Regions from separate parts of the Oryza sativa genome. Here region 1 is linked to region 2. The links are chromatin contacts, called in public HiCAR-type maps. All regions are on one chromosome and are shown on one strand. The core of a region is the stretch at or near the end of the contact, and the rest is flanking DNA. Distances in the headings are between cores, read along the strand shown.

Evidence for each region. HiCAR-type assays count read pairs that join an accessible place to other places.
Region 1: a contact with region 2 is called in a HiCAR-type map of leaf, with 2.7 times the contacts expected there. The contact joins the promoter of LOC4335182 here to the promoter of LOC4335171 in region 2. A contact is called at or near these places in 1 of 15 Hi-C or Micro-C datasets (leaf) and 1 of 4 datasets of contacts at active chromatin or transcription factors (leaf).

Annotation. Positions count from the first base shown.
Region 1 is chr4:7,596,092-7,602,680 of ASM3414082v1, forward strand. LOC4335182 reads right to left here and starts at 2,040. Exons shown (of 2, transcript XM_015779829.3): 1 at 670-2,040. The coding sequence starts at 1,956. The coding sequence ends at 670. LOC136355998 (a long non-coding RNA gene) reads right to left here. Exons shown (of 2, transcript XR_010740630.1): 2 at 6,425-6,589.
Region 2 is chr4:7,358,066-7,364,133 of ASM3414082v1, forward strand. LOC4335171 (putative FBD-associated F-box protein At5g53635) reads right to left here and starts at 2,488. Exons shown (of 3, transcript XM_015779617.3): 1 at 1,325-2,488; 2 at 1,046-1,189; 3 at 126-945. The coding sequence starts at 2,374. The coding sequence ends at 568. LOC4335172 (F-box/LRR-repeat protein At3g26922) reads right to left here. Exons shown (of 3, transcript XM_015779540.3): 3 at 6,066-6,068.

The DNA.
Region 1 (6,589 bases), core at 790-3,289, 240 kb after region 2:
GGAGGTGGAGGGGAAGGGGAGGATGGGTAGGAAGGGGAGAGGAGGAGGTGGAGGAGAGGGGAGGGGATCAGATGAGGAAGGGGAGGCGGTGGAGGGGATGGATCGGGATGAGGATGGACCGATGGAGGAAGGGAGGAGGAAGGGAGAGATTCGATCTATGGAGGAGAGGATAAGGGATAGGGATTATATACTACGCTTCGAATTTTAATTCCGGTTGGTGTTCCCAACCTGGACTAAAGATCGGTTTGATCTTTAGTCCCGGTTGGTGTTCCCAACCGGAACTAAAGTGGTGATCTTTAGTCCTGGTTGGTGTTACCAACCGGGACTAAAGATCCTCGGCCCCCATAACATCAATTTGACAGAGGATGAACCGGGACTAAAGATGATTTTTAGTCCTGGTTGGTATAGAATGTCTCTGAGGTTTTCAACCGGGACTAAAAATCATCTTTAGTCCCGGTTCTTTTTAGAACCGGAATTATTGTGGTTTTGGGTCGACCCAGCAAAGATCATTTCTCCACCAGTGAAATCTAAAATCTCCAGTTTGTTCTTATCAGTTTGTGATTGGTTTGAGCGAACAAATAAAGTATCTAATTGAACTAGCTAGATATATGAATTAATTTAAGCAATGTAGTGAAGTCCCAGAAAAAAACTGTGTCAAGAGGGGCTTACTCATAAGGATATTGCGCCTGCCAGGCATGGGAAAGAAAGTCCCCGGACAGTATCGCATATGCTGTAAACCTGTTTCCATTGGTTGGAGATCACAAGGGTACGAGTAGACTCGAGGTAATCTTGTGACAGGGGTCCCTCTGTTGTGTATGCTCTAATGGTGAGAAGCTCCTTGGTGTGCTCAGGTAAAGATGAGAATTGGAGAGGGTCATCGTTGGACCATGTAAATGAACAGAAGCCAGGTCTGTCAGGGAGGTGATCGAGGAAAATAAATCTGCCAGTGCTAACAATCTCCTCCTCATCCTCAAAGTTGGTCACCATTCGGATCTCAACAATTGACAAGGACAGGCACCCTGTAGGTGTGATGCTTGGGCTTGCAACGGCGGAGGCTGGACAGGCACCCTGTAGGTGTGATGCTTGGGCTTGCAACGGCGGAGGCTGGACTGCAGAGACGACTTTGATCCTGTAAGCAGTGATTGCATTGGTAGTGTTCGATAAGCCAAGATAGAGCGTTCCTGTTCCCTGAAGAGGGACGGCACGTCCATGAAACGGCAGGTCATTGTCGTCGAGTTTGCGCCATTCCTCCGTCTCGACGTCGAACATGTGGGTGCCCGTCTGCCCGGTTATGGACAGCAGAATGTAGGAGGCAACTGCTACATGGGACTTGACGGTGACCACCGGCGGGAAGATGTAGTCAGTTGGGGTGAGGTCCCAGGGGAAGAATGGCGGGCGAGGCAGTGGTCTCCACTCGCAGCCCACCAGACGGTCCGAGGCATCGTCGTCCACCCGAGCCACGGAGAGATCGAGCACCTCGAACCAGGGGACGAAATTGACGTCCCCCGTCACGGCTGGCCTGCGCGCCAGGGCGTAGATCTTGTCGCCGAATGGTAGCAAGATCGGGCAGAGCTTGGTCGACAAAAGCTTGGGTCCCGAGATCTCCTTGCGCATCACGGTGTCGAAGACGATGGTCTCATCAGGGCCGTAATTCCGGGCTGAGCTGCCGCCGACGCCAACGATCCACGGCGCGTGCCTCCTCGACCGCACGGAAACGAAAGACATGTAGTGCTTGCCGGTCAGGTGAGCGAGGTAGGGCAGGAGGGGTAGCGGGGTGTCGCCGCCGTCGTCAGCGTTAGCTGGAAGGTGTGGGTTCACCTTGAACAAGGAGTAGGAAGGGCGAGTGACTCCATGGCCGACCACCAGGTACACCGACGACGGAGACTCCGTATCTCTGATACGAGCATCTTCTTCATCTTCTTTGGCCAGTTTCTGCTTCTTGCTCCGGCGGAGCATCTCCACCCGCCGCCGCTGGTTCGCAAGTTGGGGTTGAGGATCGATCTCTCTGTCTCTCTCTCGTGAATAGTTTTTTTTTTTTTATCTTCTCTCGTGAATAGTTAGGGTTGGGGATTGATACGCATGGAGTGACCAGTGTGCTTATAGATGGCCAAAAGGCCCGTCCGGCACGGCCCGGCCCAGGCACGGCTGGGATCGGCACTTCATGCCGGGCCGTGCCGGCCCATGGGCTGCACCTCCCGCCCAAGCATGGCCCACCAGCTGTCGGGCCATGCCGTGCCGGCCCGAAGGCATGGGTGGCCCATGGGCCTTTTTTTCAATAAGTCTAGCTTTCGTCCCTCCTCTTAGGGCTATTACATATGTATAGCTAAAATAAGTCTATTTTTCGTCCCTCCTCTTTGGGCTGACATATGTATAGCTAAAATAAGTCTATTTTTCGTCCCTCCTCTTTGGGCTGACATATATAGATAAAAAAAGTCTATTTTGCATCCCTATTCTTTCATCCATTGCTATAATATGTCATTTTTATTCCCCTAGTTTCTTGTGTATCGGGCCTGGCTGCCGGCCCATCGTGCCGGGCCGGCCCATCGTGCTGGTGGAGGGGCCCAGGCACGACCCCGACCTCCGTCAGGCCGTGCCGTGCTTGGGCCGGGCCAAAATGCCGTGCCATGGGCCTGGCCGTCGGGCCTCGGGCCTTTTGGCCATCTATAAGTGTGCTATGTCCACCGTAGGTTTGCATCAGGATTCGGACGTCCTAGCTAAGATGGGGGTTAGTATTTTCATACGTGGGCTATGTATTCTCATTTTATGTAGGGAAAAAGTCCTATCTAACTCTCCACCATCGGTGCTAGTTGAGAACCCCTTTGGTGTCGATTTTCCCAATCAGTACCACGGAGGCAGCATGATGACTTCGGTCATCGGTGCCAGCTTTCGAACCAGCATCTATATGGATAAAGATGTCGGTTTTTTATATTTTAAAACTGGCACCTTTAAGGTTTCACGAATAAAAAAAGCTGGAATAAAAAAAGCTGGCTCGATGCATCAGCTTGATTCGAGCCGAGCAGCTCCCTTTCACCCCCAAACAATCTCAAGATTCACATGAACAAGAATTCTTTTGCATGAACAAGAACAAGAACACATGAGAAACAACCTGACCAACACTACAAGAAATATGACCTTTTGTGATGAATTCCTCGTGACATCGGAACTATTCATCATTAGCACATTCCATTTTATGACGATTAGTATGAGATAGGATGGCTTAGTGACGAAAAAAAAGGTGTTCGTCGTTAATACCAACTAGAAATTGTCATAAAGTATTTTAATGGAACATTGTGACGAATATTAATTTGTTATAAGGGGCAAAAATCAAACGTCACATATTTATATAATACATTTCTAGAAAAACTATATTAAAAGTTAAAGCAATTTACTCAAGTGAATTAACGAGGAAACTAAAATTTTCCTTTAAAAATCATGGTCGGAAATATTTTTGTAATATTCTATGTGGTCTAAATTATTCTCTAAAATTTTCCGTGAATTTTCAGAGCTCAATAACTAGTTTTAATACCACAAAGTTCATTTAACCTATTGAAATAAATAGAAAACAAATTAAAATCCCTCTCTTTGTGCTTGGGCATTTTTCGGCCCAAGTGTTACTCTCTCCCTCCCTCAGCCCACAGCCTCTTTCTCTCTCTCCTCGGGCCGGCTTCCCCTTCCCCTCCTCCCTCTTCGGGTCGTCTGCCCAGCCCTTTTACTCCTCCCTCGCCGAGAAGTACATTTTGCCTCCCTCCTCTCAATTCAAATAATTTTTCGGGTAGTAAATGATTTCAAATGAAAAAATTGTCAACAACAAAGTTGTATAACTCATCAAGATCTACAACTTTTGTTTTGGTCATTTTTGCTATATGACTTTGTTTCAATAATTTGAATTTGAATTTCAAATTATGACAACTTCAAACAAAATTTTCAAATACTAAATGATTTAAACTGAAAATGTCATCAACAACAAAGTTGTATAACTCGCCAATATCTATAACTTTTATTTTCGTCATTTCTTCATCCGACAAAATGATAGAAACATTGTTCATAAAATTTAAATCTCTCTCTTATAAGAGATGTAACTTTTGTCAACAATATTACTATTACTTTGGCGGATAAAGAAATGACCAAAATAAAAGTTATAGATATTGTTGAGTTATACAACTTTGTTGTTAATGACTTTTTCATTTTAAATCATTTAGTATTTGAAAATATTGTTTGAAGTTGTCATAATTTGAAATTCAAATTCAAATTATTAAAACAAAGTCATATAGCAAAATAACCAAAACAAAAGAGGGCGCCACCACCTCCACCGCGGCACCTCGCGCCGGTCCGACGCCTCCCCTCCCGGGTGAATCTGCCGCGGCTGCCTCCACCGATGTTGGGTGTTGACGGTCGTTATCGATCAGTTTCGACCGTCAATATTACCAAAATAGAGGAGAACTAGTGATGCTTGCCATGCATATATATGTTAGAATAATAATATTCCACTAGTATTAGGTTTACTAACCTTGGCAGAGAATGACCATAAAGTGGACGAAAATCGACATCAACACAGAAAATAAATCAATCGGACGATGTCGAGAATCAAACTTATGCATGAATGGGCCAATAACTCAGAATTGACACGACAAACTGGGACAAAATTCACAAGTCTGCAGAGAAGAACAACTGAGGAGGCCACCTGCCGAATTTGGGCCAGGTTGGGCAGGCCCCTGGTTCGGCCGAACCCCCTGGCGCCGTTGGATGCAGGGTTGCGGCTGGACAGTGTGGATTAGCTCCCAATGACGGTTGGAGGGTATTTCCGACCATTCCAACCATCACAATCGTCATTGGGAGGCTATATAAACCTGTCACCTTCTCACTTCACTCACACACTTCAAGCAAAGCTCTCTCATATTCTCTCAAGTTTAGTTTAGTAGTATCAAGCTAGTGGAATAGGAATAGATTAGAAATCAAGAGTCCGGAAGTCTTTGGAAGAGTTCGGGTATGGCTCTAGTAGCTTTCCTTTCCTCTTTTGAAAGCTTTGTACTTTTATTAGAATACTCTTCTATATACATTTATGGTATTGAAATACTTTCCGAGTATATAAATGCCTACTTTACATTATGTTCATGTTATACTGAATATGCTGCTAGCTTATCTGGGAGATGCTTTGGTGCGGGTATAATGTTTGCTTATGCAATTACTCTATGTCATGACGATGATATTAGAGTAGTATCTAGTAGTTTAGACGTGGTGTCTAGATTACGGGATATCATTATTTGGGGTTATATGCTGCGGATGAGAGGTGTGCCGCTGATGATGATAGCTCAGTACGGGTATTCCTCCGCGCGTGTATATAATCCTAAGTTAATTCCCTGGGGAGGGTACTCCTCCGTATTTAGCCTCGGTGGCTTCTCGAAGTACTAGGAGGGCATCGGATAGAGGGTATTAGCTAGTATATCGGATAACTAGAATGTATGTATACTATGTATACTAGAAGTATAGGAGTAGATTATCTTTCTCTTTTCTTTCCACTTAGCTTAGATAATATATTATGAGAATGAGTAGCTACTGCTTGTGTGTCACTCTACCCTTGGATTATCTTAACCTCTGCTTAGAATATGATTATCACAAGTAACATATAAATTATTAGTCAAGTTCTCTCTACATGATCTTCCCACGGGATAAAATAAATACGATACCCTTGGAATACTCTCGGGTGAAATGCTACAATGGTATATCCGTGCGTTTGTGGATGAACTCTGTAACCATAATATACCAGGAGTATTTCTGCGTCATTGCTGGGAATTATATTTCTGGTAATGTCATTAAGAAATACCAACACTGGGTGCGCAAGAGGGCTGAGGAGAGGGAGGGATGAGGAGAAGAGGTGAGAAAGAGAAGGAAGAAAATTTCTATTGAACGGACGCGTGTGTGGCAGAGAGAGAGAGAGCAGTGGATGGATAAGGAGAGACAGAGAGCGCGGTGCGGGTGGATGGATAAGAATGGACGCGCTCCCCCGTGTGGCTTGGCTCGGTTTTACGGGTTGTCGGTTTTTAAAAAACTAGCACCTATAATATATTATATAATATATTACAGGTGTCAGATTTTTTAAAAAAACGGCACCTTTTCCTTTACCACAAATATGTCGGTTCTTTGGTAGGCCCCGCGCCAACTAAAAGATGCCGGATTTAATAAAAAACCGGAGCTTTCTTTGACAGGGGTAAAAGGACAGGGGTAAAAGGTGCCATTTTTTTAGGAGATAAAGATGTCGGTTCTCGACTTTTTGGCGGGTTGAGATAGGCACTATAGGTGCCGGTTTTACCACTTCCGGCACCTATAGTGCCGGCATCTATTTGATGTTTTGTAGTAGCGCTCGTCGAATCTGATTTGTATCCCTCAATAGAAAAATTAGGTGTAACCGTGTAAGGGCTCCTCCAACTATTAAAACCATGCAAAATAGCTTCCTCGGTAGTGTTAACGGTGGTTCTTGCTCACGTGGCAGTCCAGTCTCCTCCAACTATTAAAACCGAGCAAAACGGCTCCCTCGGTTGTATTGTTAGTGGTTTTTACTGACGTAGCGTCCACGTGGCAGTCCAAACATCAA
Region 2 (6,068 bases), core at 1,238-3,737:
GCATGCTGAATTAACCAAATGACAGGATTCACATTTCGTAGAAGAACAAATCGGAAAAATCACATTACGTCTATTGACAATTGACACGCATCTCTGTGCATGATCAGTAGAGAAACAGTGATGCAGAACCTGAAAATATAACTTGTAGATACAAATGGAATATGAGAAGGTTATCTCTGACTCTCAGAAATGAGATCACACCTTCACATCAGCATTAAGCCACGTACTTATGTAACATCAGTATCAAGCCTTAGCTAACCAAAGAAGAGGCATGAATCCAGAATTCCAGATAGAGTAGTTCTTACTTTTTAGTTGTTAGGCAGCAAGCAAAATTTACCTCTGTGGAATGGCACTTGTTGGCTAGAATAAACTTGCTACTAAATTAAAGCTAATCGTACTACACTACTAATGAGACCAAAAACCCTGTCCAGTCTTGAGCACATGCCAACAACAAAAAACAATGCCTTGCATGTGGAGATGTAGATACACCTATCCTGCAAACATAACACTAACAACTTTCAGAGAAACTGAGCTTGGATGGATCACATATGTAGGCACCTCTGGTTCCTAGTACACAAAAGGGTCACGGATAGAATAATCTGATCCTCTCTGAAAGCTCCAAATCAGACCACCTTCTGAGTCATCGCTCCTATAGACCTGCATTGAAGAGATCTTACTGGCCCATCTCACAGATTTGAGGATCTTCGCTGTCCAGAGCGTATCAATGGAGTATGAAGTGAATTGTGGATTGGCCAACACCACAGCCACATTCTTCACCATCTGCGCATTCTGGACGAAGTACTTCAGGAAGGATATCGCGTTGGCCTCCCCTTTGAATTCACGGAATGTAAGCACATTGACATGGGACACGATGCTTTCGATTGGGCCAGCATCATCCCAGAAATTGGGGCTTACCAAGCTGGTGGCTTCAGAACATTTTGCACACTGCAGAAATGGTTAAATCAGTAAATGTTTCAGAGTTCAGCTAGCAACTAATTGATCATGCAGTAGCACAAGAAGGCAATGAGGCAGGTTCAATTCATACCACAACATGCAGGGACTCAGCATTGGGAAAGCATTTGAGGAAGTTGGGCAGCATCTGGGCATCATGCCTGACTCCAAAATTCACATTCAACCCCAGGATCTTGACGCTCGTGAACAATGCGCTTGGGCTCGACCTGATCCCAGCCTGAAATCCATTAAGATGGAAATGGATTGTTCAGATATTCAAATATCAGAATTTGGGACATCAGCAATTCAGAATCAGAGTGAACAAACAAACTGAACAGTAAGAGGTTAGAGATGATGGCAATGGCATACGCACACTGACAAAGGTGTCATGGATCTCCAGCATGTGGAATCCTGTCTCCAAGTTTCCCAACAAGCGCAGCCTGGGGGCATGGACGATCTTGACCCTGACGCAGGAGTCATCCTTGCTCAAAGAATCATAGAGCACGAGCCGCTCGAGGCATGGCGCGTCCACCACGGCGAGATTCTCCACGCAACACGAGCAGATCTGCACGCAACGAAGGCTCCGGTGCTCCAGGCGGAGGCGCAACACCTGCGTGTTGCCTCCTTGGATGTTGAGGGTCTCCAGCACGGGGGATCTCGCCACGATGAACTCGACCTCGCGGCCCTCCTTCTCCATGGCGACGGCGTAGATGCCGAGCTCGCGAAGGTTGGGGAAGGCGGTGTTGGTGGGGAGGCCGGCAATGTCGGGGAACTTCCACATGCCGATGTAGAGGCGGGTGAGGGTGGAGATGCGGAGGATGGCGGCAGGGAGAGCCGCCTCGAACGGCCATGGGCGGTTGACGAGGATGAGGTCGTCGACGCCCTTGGCGGCGAGGAACCGGAGCCAGTGCTCGAGCTGGGCCTGGTACGATCCCATGAAGCCGCAGAGGAGGTGGACGCAGCGGAATGGCCCCGGGTGCGCGGCGAGGATGCGGGACACGGCGGCGACGATGCCCGGCGTGTCGGCGCGCGTCGGGGCAGAGGCGGAGACACCGAAGCTTCGACCTCGCGGGAAGAGGTGGGCGTCCACGAGGACGAGCGGCGTGGAGCGCCAGAGCGGGCGCCAGCGGCGGGAGAGCGCGGCGGTGCGCGCGGCGTCCTTGACGGGGAGGCGGGAGACGATGTTGCGGAGGATCGCGTCGGGGAGGGCGCTGATGCGGTCGACGCCGTCGGAGGCTGCGGCGGCGCAGGCGGCGTGGGTGCGGGCGGCGGCGATGGGTACGGGTGGGCCAGGGAGCAACCCGTAGATGTGCGTCATCAAGTACTTGGTGCACTCCTCCAGCTTGCGCGGGTCGTCGCCGCGGCGGCGCGCTTCCGCCACCGTGGCGGGGTCAAGGTAGATGATCGGCGCACCTTCCGCCATGGATTCCGACGACGCCGCCGGCTAGGGTTTGGTTTGGGGTTCTGGACGGCGGCGACGAGTCACTGTTGTGTGAGGGAGCGAGTGTCCCGAGTTTGGAGGGGACGTGTCGTCGTGTGAGTGGTGGTTTCGGGTCCGTGGGTTTCGTGTCCTATAGCAGGCCAAACGGGCGGCCCGGCCCAGCACGACACGGCACGCCGACGGCACGGCCCACTAGGGCACGGCCCGTTAGGCACGGCTCCTGTAGCGGGCCGTGCCGTGCCGGCCCACGTGCCAAGGCCACGGCCCAAGCACGGCCCAAGAAGGTGCTGGGCCGTGCCGGGCCGGCACGGCTACTGTAGTGGCACGTGGGCTGGTAGCCGGCCCACTAGTACATGTGGCCCATAAAAATTGAAATTTGAGGGGAAAAAAAGAAAAAAGGCAGAAAAAACATAATATAAAGGAAAAAATGATAAATATAGGATAAATGTGAGGAAAATTTAGGAAATATATCATAAAATATATGGTACAAATAGGATAAAATGTGGAAAAAAATAAAAAATATGAGAAATATATGGGAAAAATTAGAAAATCGTAGAAAAAATAAATGGGCCGGTGGGCCGTGCCATGCCTGGGCCGTGCCGTGCCGGCACGCTACAGTAAACGTGCCGTGCCGTGCCAGCCCACGGGCTGAGGCATCGGCCCAAACACGGCACGGGATAACGGGCCGTGCCGGCACGGCCCACAGGCTGACGTGCCGTGCCGGGCCTGGGCTGGCTACAGTACTGTCGTGCTCGGGCCGGCCCGGCTTGGCACGGCCCATTTGGCCAGGTATATCGTGTCCTGGTTGGGCCAAATGTCGGTAATGAGTTGCACCTGGGCCCATGAATCAGTAACTCCACGTTTCTATGTTCCCATTTTCCAGATATTTAGGCGTTACTTTGGATTTTGTTCTCACTCAAATTTAACTTGACGAAATATATAAGAAAAAAAAGGGAAACATTTATATCAGAATTAGTTTCAGACTATCAGTAAGGATTTGTTTGAAATTAAAGTCCGTTTAGCTTTTGTTAGACGGAACAAACCAGCATACTGGTTGCATTGATATCCATCTAGGTCACCTCCCACATGTGGCTGAACGGACTACTAGAAAAATAATTTTTTACAACGAGGCCTATAAAATTTATAGGTGGACCATATTTTAGCTGCGATTATCCACCTGCGCAGTTACGTAGAGAGGGATCCGATTTTCCCCCACTCACAGACGGATGGTTTAAAGGGATCGCCTGCAATAATATTCTTAATTTTCACAGGTGAACCACTAAAACCCCCGCCTGCAAAAACCGATTGCCGGACAACCCACTAAAAAAACAAATCCTCACGTATGTCCTTATCCCCAAGTCTCCAAAAATCTAAGTTTACCACAACCACTCCCTGTCTATCCTTATCCTCTCCCTCTCCCTCTCCTTACCATCCTCTCCCTCTCCCTCTCCTTACCGCGTGCAAGCCCAGCTACAAAGAGCAGCGATAGTTCGGCAAGGAGGAGGGCCGAAGGCGGCGACAAAAAGGATGGCAGGCGGCAGCCGCCGCTTGACGAGGAGCGGCGATGAGGAAGAACGCCCACGATGGTGGCGGCTTGGCAAGGAGAAGGAGGGCTGGCAGCAGATTGACTCCTCCACTCCCGCCAGTGGCAGTGGCTCTGCACAAGGGTGACGGCGACCTACTTCCGCACCGAGCTAACCGTATCGACCAACGGCTATCTCTAGAGCTCCTTCGTTGTTCTTGTTCCTCTAAATCCAGATCTAAAAATTCTCTTTTTTTCCTTTGTGGCTTTCTACTAAAAGCCGGGTATTTGACCTCTAGTCTAAAAAAAATTCTCTCTTTTTTTCTCTGTTTATCTGGAATATGGGAATCTTGTTCTTCTCATCTGAGTTGTGACATTTTATATGAAATATGTGAATTTTGTTCATCTTATTTGTGTGGTGACATTTGATTTGATTTGTATTGTGCTTGATCTGTGCAAATGGCAGCTGAATGGGGATATTTTCAAATGTACTTTTACTTTTTTTTGCCGAAAATTATTAACATAGGCGGTTAGTTTTATCTACTCACCTGCAAATATCACATTTTCACTGGCGGACGGCTTAAAACAGCCGCCTGCGAAAATGATTTTTTGTAGGCAGACAAGAGGCCCACAAGCAAAAATCGTTGATTTTCATAGGCCTTAGGTGCAGGCTGAGGTTTTGGTCACATGAAAAAAAAAATATATTAGTAGTGACGACAGCATGAAATCCACCATCGCATGCCAACACGAAGTCCAGCAACCCGAAATCCTCATGCACGGCTGCGCCCTAGCAATGCGAAATCCACCAGCAACTGGCTCCTGCTTCTTCTTCAGCTCAGCACCGGCAGGGCTCTACTGCAACGACACACATATCTCCATCTCAACCAATTCACTGTCCGTCCTCGTTGTCTTCCATACAAGGCCATGCATCTATCCAGCAGCAACAGCAGCTCAGGTTATCTATCAAGAAATCAAGACAAGGCTTTGATTTCCATGATTTTCAAAACTCCATCGCTGCATGCACTCCATCTACATTTTGTTTTTGTGATCAATACTCTTCATAAGAAGAGTGCGACTCTCCATCCTCAAACCGGGTGAAATGCGGCAGCCACCCAGCATTTTGCACACACGATTTCCCAATGCACCACAAATTTCTGTACACATAATTTCAATCCACCTTTCAAGCAAATCACTCAAAAACACACCAGCTATTCTAAATAATCTGGCCTGCCCAAATTACTGACAGTGTTAAATTATGTCATAAACAACAGGTACTTCGTACCTCACAGCATGTCAGCATCAGCTGAGCATGCAACTTGAATATTTGTAACTCTCTTTTCTCTTTTGAAAGGAACAAGAGGAACAATATTGCAGCAGAAAGAGACAAAAGACAGGGTAAGGTTAAAATCTTCTCCTCAAGTGCAATAGAATTACCAGATGGACAAGATAGATAATTCTCCACCGGCAATCTATGGAAGATGAGTTAACAGCAGGCTTCACTTTATCGATTTAGCCCATTTGATCGGAGGTCACCGAATCTCGAAATTTCAGAAATTTCGGTCCGAAATTTTGAACAAAATTTAGTTGAATTTGAACAAATGTTACCAAAATTCATGAAAAATTTGAAAAATTTCGGCCGAAGTAATATCGTATCGGAGGGGACCGAAATAACCAAAATTTCGGTCCGAAATTTCCAACCCTGGTTAACAACAGAACAAAAAAAAATGGGGTTTAAGTCTTAAATTAAGCAACATTTGGTGAAAGATGCCTCGTAAATCGCAATCCAGTTGATGGTATCATCATAAGGCATAACCACTAGAGATGAACCTCAAAGTAGAAGAATCCAAATGATTATACATAATCTGATGATAATTGACTTTACAAAGCTAATAATTAACTCTATGAAATTGGAAGTACTAAACTGTGGTACCAGACAGAACAAAACACTTCGTTTAACATCCAAAAGACATGTATAAGATTCCAAACAAAACATGAACTTGCTCAGATATTAGTGATTCTAACTAGCATCAAAGGAATTATTGAGCAAAGTAGTGCACTGTAACATCAACATGTAAAACAGTGAAGGTAAAGTACGATACCATACTACCAGATAGATCAAAGCGTCCAGTTAACATATAAATCACATTGGTATGA